2 separate regions of the Gossypium arboreum genome follow, and region 1 is linked to region 2. Evidence: chromatin contacts called from public Hi-C data. All regions are on one chromosome and are shown on one strand. The core of a region is the stretch at or near the end of the contact, and the rest is flanking DNA. Distances in the headings are between cores, read along the strand shown. Region 1 holds the start of LOC108451132 (ABC transporter C family member 5-like). Region 2 holds the start of LOC108457218 (receptor-like serine/threonine-protein kinase ALE2).

What was found. A called contact is a pair of places that touch in the nucleus more often than the background predicts.
Region 1: a contact with region 2 is called in a Hi-C map of leaf, with 2.0 times the contacts expected there. The contact joins the promoter of LOC108451132 here to the promoter of LOC108457218 in region 2. A contact is called at or near these places in 2 of 5 Hi-C or Micro-C datasets (both in leaf).

The regions. Positions count from the first base shown.
Region 1 is chr7:62,933,094-62,937,527 of ASM2569848v2, forward strand. LOC108451132 (ABC transporter C family member 5-like) reads left to right here and starts at 2,233. Exons shown (of 12, transcript XM_017748863.2): 1 at 2,233-2,931; 2 at 3,256-4,434. The coding sequence starts at 3,385.
Region 2 is chr7:62,639,906-62,644,746 of ASM2569848v2, forward strand. LOC108457218 (receptor-like serine/threonine-protein kinase ALE2) reads right to left here and starts at 1,977. Exons shown (of 9, transcript XM_017756155.2): 1 at 1,222-1,977; 2 at 240-311. The coding sequence starts at 1,291.

The sequences.
Region 1 (4,434 bases), core at 983-3,482, 290 kb after region 2:
ATTGACCTTATAATATTTAAGTTCTTAGTCCAAATAGTCTATAACTTTAATAATAAAAACTTATATAAACTTAATTAGAAGAAAGACTTAAAGTTATATCCATTTTTATAATACGTAAATTAAGTAAAAATAATATAAAATTTATAATATATAAAAAAGTTTTATAATTTGTCCAACACGTTCACAATACTTCTTATAAATAATATATTTTTGCCATAACTTTAAAAGTTTACATTTTATAAATAAGTTATGGTTAAAAACTATAACATTCTTTTTATGAATAAGTATATTATTTTATAATATATAACATGGACAAATAAACAAATTGTCATAATTTTTTATAAATAAATATATTATTTTAGACCTTAACTTTAGAATTTTTAAGCTACACAAATTATTTTTATAATATAAGAAATTTTTTATCATAACCATCCCAAACATTTATAAATGTTCCTACTTATAATATAATTTTTTTATAACTTGTATAAAAATAATTTTTTAAAATTAAATTTATTACGTAATTACTCCAATTCTCACCAACTCTTAAGAATTGAAAAGTGTAATTAGGGTACTTCAATTACACTAAATTCGGTGAGACTCGTTAATTACAATGGTTATCCAAACATGCTATCATTGTGTAATTACAATGGTACATTGCCACTGAACTTTTTAGACTCCTCAAGCACAGATAAGGGTTGACAAGTGCTCTATAAGAATATAGTTTAATATTAAAAAGTATTTTGAAAAAAGAGATATATAATAATTCTTTAAAAGCGCTTATAGAATAAAAAATATATTACCAGTATACTTGGTATTAATTGTGTTTAAAGTATTATATATATATATATTAAATAATCATATTTTTGCTTTATATTTAAAATTATTAAAATTTAAAAGTGAATTTCAAAACCAAAGCTTATTTATGCCAAAATCATTAAATTAAAGAGTAATGACATTTACTTTTTTTGGTTTAGAGTAAACTAAAACTACCGTGCTAAATGCTAACTTTTAGCAAAATGAGAAAGAGAAAATAATTTATTTATTTATATTAAATTCTTAAAAAGAAAATGTGATGAAATGAAGGGTGAAGACAAGCCCTTCCAGAATCCACCACATGTGCTATTTTCCTGAGAAACAAACAAAAACTTTTTTTCATCATTTTCTCTTTTCCTTAGGAAACTGCCAAAGGAAATGCGAAAAGTGCTGTGTGGCAGAAAAAAGGACGCTAAGGTTTACAGTTTGGTCCCATGTACCCGACTCGACTGCTTAAGTGGGGAGCGGAGTTGGGTAATAATCTTTGTTTTTTTACTTTAATTTAGAAATTTAAAGCATCATTACCCCCAAAAGCCTCCTTTTCTTGCTCGTTAATCCTAGGAAAACTCTTTGATTCTAAGCCAAAGATGATGATCAATCCCATTCCAATCAAATAATTTAGTCCTAAACTCCTGATTTTAAGAATTTTGAGATCGATGCGGGAACCTTAATTATTTTATTAATAATTGATTTGATTGCAATTTTAAATAATTTAAGGCACGATAATTGTAGGGGATAGACCCGATTCAACAATCAACAAAGTGAATAAAATAAGGATTGAAAATGTCAATCATGTAAATTTTATATGAGAATAAAAAACAACAAGTAAAAAGATAGTACAAAAGATGGAGAGAATTAAAAAAAAAAATCCGAATCACCATAACAAAATTTTCTCAATCTAAATTATTTTTATTGTGTAAAATCTAGAGTAACTAAGGTCTATTTATAGACTAAAATTCATAGCATATATAACTATAACAACTCTTTAAAAAGAAGATTAATAGTCAATTTTAATTTTTAAAAAATTTGATGACCAAATTTAACTTGAAAAAGAATAAAAGTCAAATTGATAAAAATCGTTATAAAATTAAAAGATAAATCTCAAAATTATACATAAATTTTAATTTAATATGTAATTTGATACATAAATTTTAATTTGGAGCAATTATATATATGAAATTTTGAATCTAGTTCAAGTATACATAAAACTTTAATTTTGATTCAATCATATATATTTGAAAAAATAAATACATTAATTTATTATATTTTGATAATATATAAGTATAAAATGATGTTATATTAATAATTATATTTGGTAAGAATTGAATAAAATTATATATTAACTTTAAAATTTATCCAAAATAAAATAAAATAAAAATGAGATTTAAAAATGAAATCAGCCCCACCGCCATTGCCACCACATCACCACCTCAAACACAAATGAAAAAGTGGAAACAAACAAAAACCCTTTTATTTTTTATGTTAATTTCTCAAAAACACAGAGTAACGGTGAAAAGAAAAAGATGATCTAATGAGTAATGTTTTCTTTATTAAGACATTATAGGAGAAGAACCTTTTCATGATCTCATCAACACATCAAAATGTGGGCATTTTTTATAATCAATTAATTATTAATTATTATATATTAATTTGTAAAAACAACAAAACTAGAAATTAGAAGCCTTAATAACTAAAACAGATCCTTCATTTTTGTAGAAAGAGACCTCCCATACTTTCACACACGGCGATTACGACTTTTTTGCAGAGCTTAAAGATAAAAAAACACAACATTTTCTCTTTAAAAAAGAGGGAGACACTGGAACCATTTCTCTCTCTCTCTTTCTCTTCATATATTATATATTAACACACACATTTCATATAGGTTTTATATTTCTTTTTCTTTGCTTGTTTACGTTCTACATGCTTATAGGCTTATTGGGTTTAGGCTGCTCAGCATCTAATTCAATTCAAAGACGATTCGTCTGTATTTTGGAATGCTGGTGTAGGAGTGGTACTCCTTTTGTATATCACAAAAAAAGGGTTTGTTTCTTTTTTCGGAATAAAAAGAGGAGAGAGTCGGGACATCTTGTTCAGGTTGATCAGAGGACAAAAACCCAGGTTCAGTTTTATTTAATATTTTTGTTTCAGATATGGGTTTTTTTCTTTCATTTCTTTTCTTTTCTTTTTTTGCTTTTGATTTTTGGTCCCTTTATTTGTCTCCTTCGGGTCTCTCCACCAGATATCTCATATAGAGAGACACGAAAGAGAGAGAGAGAGTGTGTCTATGAGTTTGTGGAAATAAAAGGAATCATTTCTGTTTGTGTTTTCAGTCTTCGTTATCCGTGTTATAAAAAATCTATTTGTTTTCATGTGTAAGTCTGTAGATTCTATCTCTAAATAACCCTTTTGTTGTTGTGGTTTTGCCTCTTTCATTGCTTTCAGATGGTGAGATGCCCTTCTTCACACGATTTGATCTCACTTCTTACTTGATTCATCGACATCATCGACAAAGCCGCCTACTCAGCTTGTTTTTTGGGTCTCTCTTTCACACGAAACTCACCCTTTTCAACAATGGGATTCACTCGTTTGCTCAATAGCATTGCGACTCATTCTTCTTCTTCACCAGCATCCGCCGGACAACAACCACATTTTTCCCTTGCGGGGACGATGCAAGGTTTGCCCATTTTGGAACTATCCTCCATTTGCATCGATCTCACACTTCTCCTGGTGTTCCTTTTCACAATATCTGCAAGGAAAATACTTGTCTGTGTCGGTCGAACTCGATTTCTTAAGGATGATTCTGTTGGGAATTCAAGCCCAATTAGGAGAAGCATTAGTGGTGATGCTGAAGTTGGAGATGTTGTTGTCGGCACTGGGTTTAAATTCTCTGTATGTTGTTGTTTCTATGTGCTGCTTGTGCAAGTTGTGGTGCTGGGATTTGATGGATTTGGTTTGATAAGAGAGGCTGTTGATGGGAAGGTTGTGGTTTGGTCTGTTATTGCCTTGCCTGCTGCTCAAGGTTTAGCTTGGTTTGTATTGAGTTTTTTAGCTCTTCATTGTAAGTTTAAGGTGCTCGAGAAATTCCCATTGTTGTTGAGGGTATGGTGGTTTATTTCTTTTGTGATTTGCATCTGTACCTTGTATGTCGATGGAAAATCACTTTTAGTGTATGGTTCGAACCACTTGACTTCCCATGTTGTCGCCAATTTTGTTGTAACACCGGCTCTTGCATTTCTTTGCTTTGTTGCAATTAGAGGTGCAACCGGTATAGAATTGTATAGAAACTCCGACCTTCAGGAGCCATTGCTTGAAGATGAGGCAGGATGTCTTAAGGTAACTCCTTATACTGATGCTGGGCTCTTCAGTTTGGCTATACTTTCTTGGCTAAACCCACTTCTTTCAATTGGCGCCAAGAGACCACTTGAGCTTAAAGATATTCCCCTTCTTGCACCGAAAGACCGTTCCAAGACAAATTACAAGGTTTTAAATTCAAATTGGGAAAAAATGAAGGCCGAAAACCTATCAAATCAACCTTCTTTGGCTTGGGCGATTTTGAGGTCATTCTGGAAGGAAGCAGCTGGTAATGCTGTCTTTGCTTTGTTGAACACGCTCGTTTCCTAT
Region 2 (4,841 bases), core at 727-3,226:
CATAAGGAATGCATTTCCTTCTAACAATTTATATGGCAAATGAAATCCAAATCCAAATTTTCAAATTCATGTTCCAAACATCACATCAAGTATTTTCAGTTAACATTATAGCTTCATGGATAAAACATCAAGCTTTACCTACTTGGATATAAATAATTGATCATTTCAAGTCTAGACAGGAAATTAATCAAAAGAATTTATTCAACTTCATTAAGATTTAAAGATAAATAAATTGTTACCATGATCAATGATTGTTTCCATCGCAGACAACTGGTGCACTGGTTGTAAAGGAGACAATAATATTTGCAGTCCTGGTAAAAAAGATAAAAATTAAATGGCAGTGATGTTAGTCTTCCTTAATGAACTATAGTTATTGTAACCGTTATGGCAACACATGTCCTTAACTCTATTTGCATGCAACACATAATAACCACAAATTACAAGAAATTAGATAACTATAACAAAGATTTTAACATTTCCAAGGGTAACTGATTTTGACCGTTTACTCAAGAAGGATTGTACCCAAAAGCATTGCTATACAGAAGCTATAATACAAATATTTAAGGCTCATACTCTTTTCAAGAAGCATCCATGGAAAAATAAAATATAAATAAAACAAAGAAAACTAACAGGAAATCCGGAATTCACGAACATTATTTGATAATTGAAGCTCAGTTAACTTTAATGGTATTAGAACACTTATAATTTGAGCTAACCTTTTAGGATAAATAATAATATGTAATTATTCCTGACGTCCATATTATCCATAGTATATTCCTCAAAGGGCTAAGATATGAATAGCTCATCTGATATCCCTTTTTCCAAATTATTATTATTTTCTCAAGATACTGTATGGAATTAGAAAACAGGGGACTAACAAATTACTCAAAAAGCGAACCCTTCTTTACATTTTAAAATTTTCTTTTTTCCGCTTTCTTTAGTTTTGGCGAACTCGAAAGATTAAGCTAAAGGATAAACGTTATAGTGGAAAGTTTAAGTAGACATAAAGAGAGCCAATCAGCAGTAAAGCCAAAGCCTACTTAGCTTCATAAAGCATGCTGACCTTTTCTTAATTTCTATAAATAAAATTAAAAGCTAACTCGGACTAGATTTTAGTCCACTTCCCTTCCTTATCTATTATTGGCTCCGCAACCAAACAGATAAAACGAAATTAAAGAAGAAGAAAAAAGCAGAAGAGCAAGTATCCAGAAAGAGTGATACCGAAACAAGAACAAGAGAGAAAGCTGGGTAAGTAAACAAGAAGCAAAATGAACAGAGTCAAAGCAGGCATCTTCTCTCGCCGAACCAGAGTCCACAGCAACCATCGTCAGACACCAACTCGAACAACGTGCGAGTCGTCGGAGAGACACTGGAGATTCCTAAGTTTCCGATGGACCATTCGCCGCCAGCCAAACTCTCCGTTGCTCTCTCCGAGCGAAACGACACACCTCATAACTAAACCAAACAAAACTAAAACCTAAGCTGCTCCGCCGCCAAGCGCCCCTCCAAAAAAAAGGTAAAAGAAACGGAACAAAAACCCTAGGAGAGAGAAGATGAAGGGAATGAGAGTCGGCGTGATTGTAGTCGATCCATGAAATGCGGCAAAGATCTAACGCAACAATGCAGAGAAGAAAATAGGTCTTCCCTTTTCCTTTCTAGTTTGGGAGATGAGAACATGGAAAAGGGATTCTTGGGATGAGAGTAGAAAATTGAGAGAGTAAAGGGAGAACTGCGTCCGTGAGAGACACAGAGAGTGGGAGTGGGGGCTGGAAAGGTGGGGAGGTGCTTTATTACTGGAGTGTAGCCTACAGCAAAAGCAACTGCTTCATGAAATTGATGATGGCTGTCTGGTACGCGCTTCTATGCAAGCGCGTTTTCTTAACGCACCGTCGAAAACGACAAACCTGGAAGCCGTTTGTTCCCGTCACTTGAAATTTGGCAAACCGTTTTCTGTTTTGCAAACTCCCAACATATTTTGAAAATTAAAATTAGGTCAATTTCTGATTTTAAAAATAATACAAACAAACAAAATTAGAATGAGCCTTGGATCAAGAGTTTTATTTTATTAATTTAATTTAAATTTTTTAAATAAGTTGAATAAATTTTGACTTGAGTCTGTCGGAGTTAATTTTTTTTGAAATTTAAAATCCATGACATTCACTTGTTTTTTTTTAAACAAAGATTTTAAATTTTAAAATAGTAATTTTTAAGTGAATAATTATTTTTTAAAATGGGAAAGGTAATCATGGGATAAATTATGGAATAAAGCCATTTTTTTAAAAATTAAGGAAATAGGTCAGTTTTTTAAAAAATGGTGGAAATGGACTGAATTTGCTAAAACACTTTCAATTGGTGTCGCTTTTAAGGGAAAACTAGAAAAACGCTTCCAGATCAGTGCGTTTTTCCCCTCCCCAATAGTCACTTCCAACGACTATTTTAAATAGTCATTTCCCCCCTGACACTAAAAAAAGAAACTATAAATCTCTCACCTACTAATTTCTCACATTTCTCATATTTCTTTATTAAATCTCTCAAATTTTTCAATCAACTCTCAAAAAACTCTCAAAAATCTCTCAAATTCTCTCTTAAATTTTTTACTAAAATTATATTTCTATTCAAATTCTATTTTTATTCTATTTTTATTAATATTTTTAAGAAATTTTTTCGTGTTCTATATAATTTAGCAATGGTCGAGTCTCTAATCCGTCTTGATATCAAGCATATCTCCATCAATCAATTGTAAACGGTAAAAATAAATTTTAATCTTGTTTAATTTTTTTATTTCATTGTTATATTTTAACTTAACGTTTTTTATAATTTTTATGTAAATAGGTAGAAGATCGAATTTTACAATGTCATATTCGTAATCTACACGGTCCTCTATCACCGTTGATCGAACCATACTTGAGGGAAACCAGTTTTTGGCACATGGCCCTTGTAGGCTGAGAGTGTAAGTTGGACCCGAAACTCATAAGCGCATTGGTGGAAAGGTGGAGACTCGAGACACACACATTCCATTTTTCAAGCGACGAGTGTACTATCACTCTAGAGGACGTGCATTTACAATTGGGGTTACCCATGGATAAGTTGGTAGTTAATGGGTTTGTTTAGTCACTGATTGGGGAGCCATATGTTTAGATCTTTTGGGTGCAGTTCTGGAGATGATTTACGAAGGTCGAATCAAAATGGCTTGGATACAAAAAAAATTAGCGGAGCTGGTTAATGATTCGACTAAAGTACAAAGAGAACAATACGCTTAAGTGTACATCCTTCAGATCATCGAGGATATCATGATGTCGGATAAGTCATTAAATCTTGTCCATCTAAGGCGACTGCTGAAACTCGTCAATTTTAGAGGAGCGAGCTGTAACACCCCTTAACCCTAGACCATCGCCGGAACAGGGTTACGAGGCATTACAGAACATATCAGACAATTTACAATTAATTTGAAATAAATGACATACATATCTTGATTTAATCATAAAGTCCCTATAATGGACCCTCGAGATCCAAATCACACGTAATCGAATTGGGACTTGTTCAGGTACTCTAGAAATATTTCGTAATTTTTTTTTTAAAACTCAATATAACCTCTTTATAAATATTTAACCTTCCCTGCAAGTTTCAAACTGATACCAATCCAAAACAAATCTTTCATCCAACACATTTGCACACTAAATGACTTAACCACATAATCAAATTACATTCATAAAATCATATAAAATTTTACTAACTAGCTTTATTCATTTTTCTTCCCAAGTTTAATACCAAACTTACCAAATTTGTCAAACCATTTCATTTAACTTAGTACCAAAACACCAAATATCATTTATTACAACCAAAATCATAAAATATTTTAAAGTGACCATTACAACACCTATGTACATGCCACTTTCATTTAAGGAAAAAAACATCACCAAAACTTTTGTGCTGGAGTCGAGATTGTTCGAATGTTGGATCGGGACTCTAGACTCCTATTGATCTGTGCACGGAAACAACCGTACGCTGAGTACTTCATACTCAGTGGTATTACCATAATTCAAATAATAATAATAATAATAGAATATCATTATCAAGCATATAACTATCCAATTTTTCAAATATCAATTCATTCTTAAACTCTCATTAATTAACAATAACAATATAATTTTTTTTTAGCTATTCTTCAATTTCATTCACATATCATATGTCTCAATTTCAATCATTACATGAACATTTAGCTCATGCCTTTCATTTCCAATCTCAATTTCAATCCACAATTCAACTTTCTCACATTTTCAATAGTACAATCAATTAAATTCATTTAATTTTTCCCATTTCAGTTATTCACCCTATTAACAAACCCAAACTTTGACGAATACACGGATTCCAACCCAAACACACAGTACGGCACATTATGCCTAAAACTGTACATAGTACCTGATCAATATACAATTCATAAGTGCCTGAAATGACACACTAGGTGCCTGATATACGACACATAAAGTGCCCGATCGACAAAGTCGATAAATCCCGTACTCTTCCAAATTCTATGGCATGCCAACTATATCCGACTCAGCCCGACTAGTTAATAGGGTATTCAAATCATTTCTCAATTTCAATTTCACTTTCAATGTACAATTCAATTTGATATAATTTTCCACTTTCCAACAATATACTATCAAATATTCATGCATAATCATATTTCATCTCAATTTCATTCAATTTAATAGTGATACTTAACTTATAATTTTACTACCATACCATAAATTTAAATATAACATTTAATAAATAGTAGTTTGAATTATAGTAATACAAACCCGGATTTGTTTGATTACTCCTTGACAACTTTTTCCTTTCCT